2 separate regions of the Mus musculus genome follow, and region 2 is linked to region 1. A link is a contact called in public Hi-C data. All regions are on one chromosome and are shown on one strand. Each heading gives the region's core, a stretch centred on a gene start, on an enhancer-like site or on the middle of the called end of the contact. The rest is flanking DNA. Distances are from core to core; before and after follow the strand shown. Region 1 overlaps Stk3 (serine/threonine kinase 3). Region 2 has its middle 17 kb from the start of Vps13b.

Region 1 (4,792 bases), core at 1,246-3,745:
AAAACAAACCAAAAACAAAACCAAAAACAAAACAAAACAAAACCCCAAAAACAAAACCACTCCCCAGGAATGGATAGGAGGGTTCTTACAAAAATGTTAAGTACATGGAATATATGCCTAGTTAGTATAACAAGTCTTGGGAAGATCAAAGACAAACCCCCCAACTCCAGGAGAGAGCGTCTCCCCTCGCTCCTTCATTAACATTGTCTAACATATGGCTTAGGGAGCTGGCCCGGTAGGCACCTGCTTGCCATGCAAGCATGAGGACCTGAGCTCAGATTCTCATCACTCATGTAAAAGTTGGGTGATCTAATTCCAGTGCTGGGTGAGGGACACAGCATACTGACAGGCTGATCCCTTGAGCTAGTCTAGTCACATTAGTGAGTCCAGGTTCAGGGAGAGACCCTGCATTAAAAAGAAAGTATGATGGAGGGAAAACATCCAGGAGGGTATAAAATGAGACCAAGGGAACATTACTGTCTTAGGGTCCTATGATCGAGGTATCAACTTCCAAAGGTAACCATCCAAGACTCTAGTCTACGGAGAGGACTATAGTGTCTGTGCACTGAGCCATCCTGTTTGTCATTACTTGTAATAAGCACTCAGCAAACCTCATGCTTGGACCATTATGGTAAACGAATGGGCTGCAAGGACTTTTACAGTGTTTCAATGGAAAAGGTGTGAGTGGGGTAGGGCTTAAACATTCTGGTTTCACTTGGTAGAGCACAAAGCACGAGGGAGTCTGCCTCTAGTATTACCTTTAAAATGAGTACCTCCCCAAATGTCCCCAGAGTCTGTCAGTGCCAGGGCAGTACCAAGCTGACATACCTGGGAGGCCAGGCTCCAGCCAGACACCTGCTTTCTGAGTGGCTTCACAACTACTGTGACAACACAAGCGAGCCCCAGCTGGGGCTCTTCAGAGTGCATCGAATCTCACTTTGCATCTACACACTGCCCTGCCAGGAGACTGTGGTCGTGAGTGGAAACTTGGGGATCAGAATGTGAGCTCTGGTTTGAATAATACACATTAATATGAAGTAGTTTTACTAGTAAATCTTTACATTTTATTTTACAGGATGAAATTTCAGCTTACTCTTTAAAAAGTCCATTTTAATAAGGATTAAGGGGAAATGCATCTGTAATTAGGAAGCAAATGAGAGCCATGCTGTTGGGTTATCTCTGCTGGAATAATAATAACGCAGCTATGCAATACAGAAGTCAACGTGCTCCTGAGGAACTTTCCATGTACAAGTGGCTGGAATATTTTGTTGTTTAAGGAATCGTCTACGCACTGTTTTGTATTCTCAGATAACACTATGTGATCCCCAGTCCCGAGTGATACAGCAGACCAAGCCCTACGTGCCTAACACCTGGAATGAACAGAAGCAGTGAGCAAGAATAGTGTAAAAAAGATGTTCCTTGCCTTTTTTATTTCAGAAGAGGTACAAAACCAAAATAGACAAAATTAAATTTGCTAAGAAACTATTGTTAAACAGAATCATATTCCTTAAAGCCGGTTCACACACACTGCCCTCTCTGGCTATCAGTGTTCTCTTTCAGTTCCACTGGCCCATTTTCTATTAGGGACATTCACACGAGAAAACTTTATCAGCTCCTTCTCTTTTGCCAGAGTGTGTCATGTGTGAGAGGCCCCGAGGCCCACCATCATCAAGCACAGTCTCTGTATCCTCAGCACCTCACTGAAGCCCAGCTGCAGTGCTGACAGGCATGGCTCTGGCTATTGCTTTCTTCCTGCAGATGTGTTAACTGCCTCATTTCATCATCCTCACTACAAAGCCTGCTGCCAGACTGTCCTCTTTCTCACAGTCCACAATGGCTGTCATGTCAGCAGCTGCACCAGGCTATGCTGCTCAAAAAAGGAAGCACTCTTAAATATGAAGGCATCTGTGGGTTTTGTTAACTACCTTCCAATTTTTCAGTCACCCCAAACTGTTTTTCACTGATCTTTTTGCATTCTAAATTATAACAATACCAAACAGGGCACGTGACTCTGCCAGGATGATGGCAGTGGATTTTTCTCTTTCCCTGGGAAATCTCTGCTCTGATCATTCAAATGAGACACTGTTTAGTGGCTCCTAAAGGAGTGGGCTTCTTAGCTAGCTTAGAGCAGAGTGAATAACCTGCTACTATTTTTCGAAAGGCTTTTAAGTCTCATTAAGAAAGTTACTACTGGAAGCCAGTAGAAAGAAGTAAAATTAAACACTCCAACATTACCTGAATTGTATGGAGTGAGTTCTGAGTGAGCAATCCTCAACAGGGTGGAGGTGAGGTCAAACACAGGAGGTGCACACATTTGTGAAGGATGGATACCTCCAGCTGATCGCTGGCTCTTGAGTAGTTAGGAAGACGGGTCCCTTTCAGATTAATGGTTTGTGGAACCGAAGAACATGAAGCCACTGTGCTCCACAGACATGAGCAATTGTTTACTGAAGCCCCCCTCACAACGACAAGGTTTCACTCGGCCTCCATGAGAACATTATGTCTTTGGCTAGCCAGCACCCTCTGCTGCCCATAGTTGGTGCTGCACATCTTCCACCTTTAAGAGAGAAGACCTGCTTTTCTATTTTTAAATTTCACCTTTTTTTTTTTTTTAATTTAGCATTATGTGTTTTGAAACTCTTGTCTAGACCAGAAAGGAATCACCAATAGCATTGATGGGCTGTGTGTAAGGCAGTAAACTATGTATGGATAAGTTTGGCAACTAGGGACTAATAAGCTGTTTCAAGGCTTCAGTGAGAAAGTATCCCTCAGAACGTGTTGGACACTCCCTGGGGAGCCGAGTGAGTGAAAAGACCTGGACGGCATTCGGCTATTTAATGTTTTCAGGCTAGCTCTACAGGAGATATTCTTTTATATGGATTCATGTTACTATGGATATGTCTATACAATGCAGTAGTTACATGAATCAACTGCTTGCCTCCAGCAGACACTGTAATCTTACCTAAGGCAACAGTTTTGTGAAACAGTAAAATACTATAACTTTTGAAAGTTTACAGTTTTAGAAACACCAGAGTTTATTTGAACATTCAGGAGGCTGGAGAGATGGCTCAGCAACCGACACTGGCCGCTCTTCCAGGGTCCCTAGGTTCCATTTCTAGCACCCATAGGACAGATTACAACCCCTGCAACTCCAGTTCCAGAGGATCCCACATCCTCTTGTGGCCTTGATGGGCACTGCACACATATGATTTACACACAGACATGCAGGCAGAACAAGTATTTTATACATAAAATAATCTTTAAAAATGTTAACTTCTCAAGACATGTAGTTATTGAAAGGTAGCCAGAATCTGAACATAGTTAAGGTTAATAACAAAGATACACGGTTTCCACCATAGCGAATGTTTCCATTAGAGGGTTTCACAAAGGCTGTAAATTAGATTCAGTTGTTTTTTTGTTTTTTGTTTTTTTTTTCTTCAGAATGTCAATGGCTCTTAAGTCTAAACAAAATGAATCAATCCATGGCTTCTTCACATCCTAGTGTTTACTCACAGAACCACACAGCGAGGAGATGACAAGTTTATAAATACTTATTTTACAGATACTATTAATGAAGATTAGAATGATTAAGTAACTTCCAGAGATAATTCAATATCCTCAAATGTTTGATTAGATTGGGTCTGCCATCATGAGGGGAGGCAGCAGGGCTTTACTGCATAGCCTGGCATGCTCTTGAACTCAGCAATCCTCCTGTCTGAACCTCTGACTGCAGGAATTACAGGCATGAGTCCGCGTGCCTTTATGCTCTCTATGCTCTGCTCTACAAAGTAAGAGTGACTTTTTTTTTTTTTAAATAAATGCACAGAATTTTACGCTAGAAAATTCAGTTTCACTTTATTTTTGCCTTAACTACAATAAATAATTTAAAATTAATCACTATTGCTAAACTAGCAAAAACACACATAAGGATATAATAAAATCAGAATGTGAAAATTTACAGAAAACAGAGTAAGAACAAGTACATATTATAAAATCCACATTGAGTTGGCAAAATGGCCTAAACATTATAAGATTAAATCAATGACCACACAAAGCACTTAGCATTTTTATAATTCTTTAATTTTGTAAAGTGCTTTCAAAAGTTTATTATTTTTTTATAATTCCTAGGAGAGCACAGGGTGACATAATAGCCTTTTAAAAGACTGAACAAGAATGTTTCTAAAAGGACCATGAAAATAAGCCATTGCCTGGAATAAAGGAAGATATCTCGTAATTCAAATAGCAACACAAAGCTCCAAATTCCTTTTAAATATGAAGCAGTGTCACTTCCCACTGTGTCCCAGCCACATGCCTCACTGGCGTTAGCAGACGACTGCAACCTCCCTGCTTACCTGACAACTGCCTTGGTGTGCTATTCTTCAAAAACTGAAGTACATTTTTTTTCTTGTGTACCATCTAGCTCTCTATTTTATCCTTTACATCAGCAAGAAATACTTTTAGTACCTCACATTTAAAATAAACATATCAAGAAAACGGGGACTGAAGAGCTAGCTGTCTTGGGGGTCGAGAGCTGGCTGAGCTTCCAGAGGACTTGGGTCTATTTTCCAGCAACCCGTGGTTGCTCACAACTGTAGCTAAATCCTGTTCCAGGGGATCCCATGACCTCTTCTGGCTTCTATAGGCACTGAACATAAGTGGTGCATAGATACACATGCAAGCAAAAAAATTGTACATTTAAAATAATAAAATAATTTTTAAAATTTTAAGAAAAACAACTATAGGGCTGGGCGTGAGTGATGGACACCTGGAATTCTGCCCCAGGAGACTGAGA
Region 2 (4,399 bases), core at 489-2,988, 460 kb after region 1:
TTCTAGCTGCAGGACTGCTTTGTCAGTTTAGCATCATCAGCATCTTACTTGTGGCCATCTTCACTGACATCTGCTTGGACCACTTTGAAAGCTTTGTGGCAGGAACAAAAAATTAAAATTAATCGTTAGTCCCAGGCTATTATAAAATTATAGAGTTTTAGCAATTTTCTTTTTTCTTTTTCCTGGTTTTTCGAGACAGGGTTTTTCTGTGTAGCCCTGGCTGTCCTGTAACTCACTCTGTAGACCAGGCTGCCCTCAAACTCAGAAATCTACTTGCCTCTGCCTCCCAAGTGCTGGGATTAAAGGCGTGCGCCACCACGCCTGGCTAGCAATTTTCTTATGGATTGCTTTATTCATTCAATTTATGTGTGTTTACATGTTCCAGGGTGCAGGAGAAGCACTAGTGACAGAGGATGAGAAAGGCAAACCTGCTTATCAGAGCTCTCAGCTGAGTGGGAGATTCCACTATAATACATTTGCATTGAGTGAATTCATCTGGAAGGCCATGGAGGACAGAGCTACTAATGATGGCAGGTGGATGAGGTGGGCCATTGGTGGGTGGGGCGAAAGATCTCTAAATGAAGTCCCAACTACCAATACCCAGTGACACCTGAGCACAGAGAGAGTGAGAGACACAGCTCTGGGGTTAATCCGTCAGGTTTTTTGTTTTGTTTTGTTTTGGGTGTGGGGTGTGGGTGAGACAGGAACTTATTATGTAGACCAGGCTAACCTCAAACCTCAAACTCCTAGAGATCTGCCTGCCTCTGCCTCTGTTTCCTGAATGCTAGGATTAATGGTTCTGTGCCATCTGGCCCAGCTAATTCTGCAGGTTTGGGAAAGTGGGCAGGAGCTATTACAGGACAGTTTGCGTGCACACACACGCACACACACACGCACACACACAGAGAACATATCTTTCCTCTACAGCTGCATCTTGTCATTGCTGGGTCTGGTAGATTTAGCATCAGATGTCAGATAATCTCTCTGATACCTCCAGCTGACTCATCCTTTTCTGTATTTGTTTTTCTTTGTGACTCAATAACTGGGGTGAAGAGAAGGAGTAATTTAGATCATTACAACAGCTTTAAACCAAATACTGAGAACAGCTTTAGTAGCTGAGATAACTGTCTTTAAAGATGTAGCCAGACAACCTGTGTACCAGCACCACCTGCAGGGGGTGAGAAGGCCTGCACAGGCTGTGACACTCAGCAGAGACCTGGGATGCTAGAAAAGCAGGTTGGGGGACTTGTTTTGTTTCAAAATACTCGAATCCTTTTCTTCTTTCTTTCTCTCTCCCTTTTTTTAATGATCATCCTGGTGACTTCTACCTAGGCTTCTGAAAACTTGAGGGCAAGAGTCGTAAAATTAAAATTTATTATTGGTTCCAGGATATAATTAACGATCCTTTGGTGAGCATCTCCTGAAAGCCTAATCTCAGCATCTGAGGAGAACACGAATTTAACGGCAGCCCCTAGCCAAGCTCACGTACACTCTGAGCTTTACACTTACGCACTTATACTTAGAACTTTAAGGTGATAGGTAAATGTTAGTCTGTGGTGTATGCCTTGCTGCTGGGATACACATGTGCTGCAGGCAGACCACTTAAGGATGGGGGTCCAAGACAGGGAGTCCCCAGCCTGTGTTTCCCCGGGTGAGAAACAGCAGGGTCTGGGAAGGATGCTGTGGTTCTCAATCTCCTGTGTACCCAGACGCTACTGGGGACCCAGAGGAGTTGAGAACGGTGGTCTGAGAATCTTAGCATCCTGTATGCACCAGTCAAGAAGGTGATGGCAGGCGCTTGGACTGGGCAGAGTCCAGTTTGTTTCCCAGTGATGGCCGAGAGTACAGAAGGGTTGAAAGAGAGAAGGCCTTCTCTGAGCGATTTAGGGAGGATTTTTTACTACGAAGCCTCCCCTCCCCCCAGTCACTGATAAAGGAGATGATCCTTGTTTGTCCAAACTCACGGCAGATGTGAACGCATATGTCTTACTCAGGAAGAAGCAGGAAGTAAATACCCTTTGCAGGAAAAGATGCCCAGGAAGGGAGCTCATTGGCTGAACACTCAGGCCTCTCTAGACACCTCATTAGCATGGAGAACTCCAGGTTTTTATGCTATGTGACTGATTGTCATGGTCACTTCAGTGCTGTGTCATGGTCATGTGTTCCAGAACAGGTAAGTCTGGCCAGGGTCTGGTTCCAACACATGCTATTCTTAATTATGAGATTTTTCAGGGGTTTTGAACCTGTTTCCACCTTACAGGTCTTCTGTCTGGTGGCACAGTCCACTTGCCCCACAGGTAAAGTTAGGAACTGATTCTATCGAGGAGGCTCAGCCTTCTCCGGAGCAGGCTGGCCAGTACTGCAGCTGTTGTGTTGCTCTCCTACATCTTCCAGGGATGAAGGATAAAGGCTATTTCATAGCTTTTGTTTTAATTAGGTATTTTCTTCATTTACATTTCAAATACTATCCTGGAAGTCCCCTATACCCTTCCCCTGCCCTGCTCTTCAACCCACCCACTCCTGCTTCGTGGCCCTGGCATTCCCCTGTACTGGGGCATATGTTCTTTGCGAGACCAAGGGCCTCTCCTCTCATTGATGGTCTACTAGGCCATCCTCTACTACATATGCAACTAGAGACACAGTTCTGGGGGGGGGGTACTGGTTAGTTCATATTGTTAATACTCCTAAAGGATTGCAGACCCCTTTAGCTCCTTGGGTATTTTCTCTAGCTCCTTCTTTAGGGGCTCTGTGTTCCATCCAATAGATGACTGTGAGCATCCACTTCTGTATTTGCCAGACACTGGCATAGCCTCAACAAGAGATATCAGGGTCTTGTCAGCAAAATCTTGCTGGCGTATGGAATAGTGTCTGGGTTTGGTGGTTGTATATGGGATGGATCCCCGGGTAGGGCAGTCTCTGGATGGCCCTTTCTTCCATCTCAGCTCCAAACTTTGTCTCTGTAACTCCTTCCATGGCTATTTTGTTCCACATTTTGGGCTTCCTTTTCTTGAGTTTCATGTGTTTTGCAAATTGTATCTTGGGTACTCTAAGTTTCTGGGTTAATATCCACTACCAGTGAGTGCATATCATGTGTGTTCTTTTGTGATTGGGTTACCTCACTCAGGATGATATCCTCCAGATCCATCCACTTGCCTATGAATTTCATAAATTCATTGTTTTTAATAGCTGAGTAATACTCCATTGTGTAAATGTACCACATTCTGTATCCATTCCTCTGTTGAGGGACATCTGGGTTCCTTCCAGCTTCTGGCTATTATAAATAAGGCTGCTATGAACATAGTGGAGCATGTGTCCTTATTACAAGTTGGAACACATTCTGGGTATATGCACAGGAGAGGTATTGCTGGGTCTTTCTGTAGTACTATGTCTAATTCACTGAGGAACTGCCAGCCTGATTTTTCAGAGTAGTTGTACAAGCTTAAAATCCCACCAGCAATGGAGGAGTGTTCCTCTTTGTCCTCATCCTCACCAGCATCTCCTGTCACCTAAATTTTTGATCTTAGCCATTAAAGGTGTGTTCCTTAAACTCGGAGATTCAATCTTCTGGAATCCATAGCCACTGTGGCTCAAGATCTTCAAACCAAGATCCAGATAAGGATCTCCAAGCCTCCAGATAAGGGTCACTGGTGAGCCTTCCAATTCCGGAGTGTAGTTCATTCCAAATATTGTCAAGTTGACAACCAGGAATAGCCACTACAATCTGGAATAACAAAAATCCTAGGACAGCAAAAACTATTCTCAACAATAAAAGATCCTCTGGTGGAATAACCATGCTTGACCTCAAGGTGTACTACAGAGCAGTTGTGATAAAAACTGCATGGTACTGGTACAGCGACAGACAGGTAGATCAATGGAATAAAATTGAAGACCCAGAAATGAACCAACACACCTATGGTCATTTGATCTTTGACAAGGGAGCTAAAACCATCCAGTGGAAAAAAGACAGGCATTTTCAACAAATGGTGCTGGCACAACTGGCAGTTATCATATAGAAGAATGTGAATTGATCCCTTCTTATCTCCTTGTACAAAGCTCAAGTCTAAGTGGATCATAGAACTCCACATAAAACCAGAGACACTGAAATTTATAGAGGAGAAAGTGGGGAAAACCCTCGAAAATATGGGCACAGGGGAAAAATTCCTAAACAGAGCAGTGATGGCCCTTGCTGTAAGATCGAGAATCGACAAATGGGTGCTGTAAGATCGAGAATCGACAAATGGGGACCTCATAAAATTGCAAAGCTTCTGTAGGGCAAAAGATAATAAGACAAAAAGGCCACCAACAGATTGGGAAAGAATTTTTACCAATCCTAAATCAGATGGGGGACTAATATCCAATATATACAAAGAGCTCAAGAAGCTGAACTCCAGAAATTCAA

The links. A called contact is a pair of places that touch in the nucleus more often than the background predicts.
Region 2: a Hi-C map of the N1E-115 cell line shows a contact between it and region 1, with 7 times the contacts expected there. The contact joins two enhancer-like sites. A contact is called at or near these places in 1 of 39 promoter capture datasets (hippocampal neurons), 1 of 15 datasets of contacts at CTCF or cohesin (pro-B cells), 5 of 484 Hi-C or Micro-C datasets (the HL-1 cell line, the N1E-115 cell line, cerebral cortex and 2 more) and 1 of 9 other capture datasets (embryonic stem cells).

The regions. Positions count from the first base shown.
Region 1 is chr15:34,889,081-34,893,872 of GRCm38.p6, forward strand. All of the region lies in intron 10 of Stk3 (serine/threonine kinase 3), which reads right to left. Among named protein-coding and RNA genes, the nearest start is that of Gm52204, 19 kb to the right of the region's middle. Within about 2 kb of position 2,496, at least 42 of the 459 cell types and tissues checked have an H3K27ac peak or open chromatin away from gene starts, as enhancers often do. A contact at or near this core is called in the N1E-115 cell line, where this site is marked.
Region 2 is chr15:35,351,808-35,356,206 of GRCm38.p6, forward strand. No RefSeq gene overlaps it. Among named protein-coding and RNA genes, the nearest start is that of Vps13b, 17 kb to the right of the region's middle. Within about 2 kb of position 1,739, at least 3 of the 459 cell types and tissues checked have an H3K27ac peak or open chromatin away from gene starts, as enhancers often do. A contact at or near this core is called in the N1E-115 cell line, where this site is marked.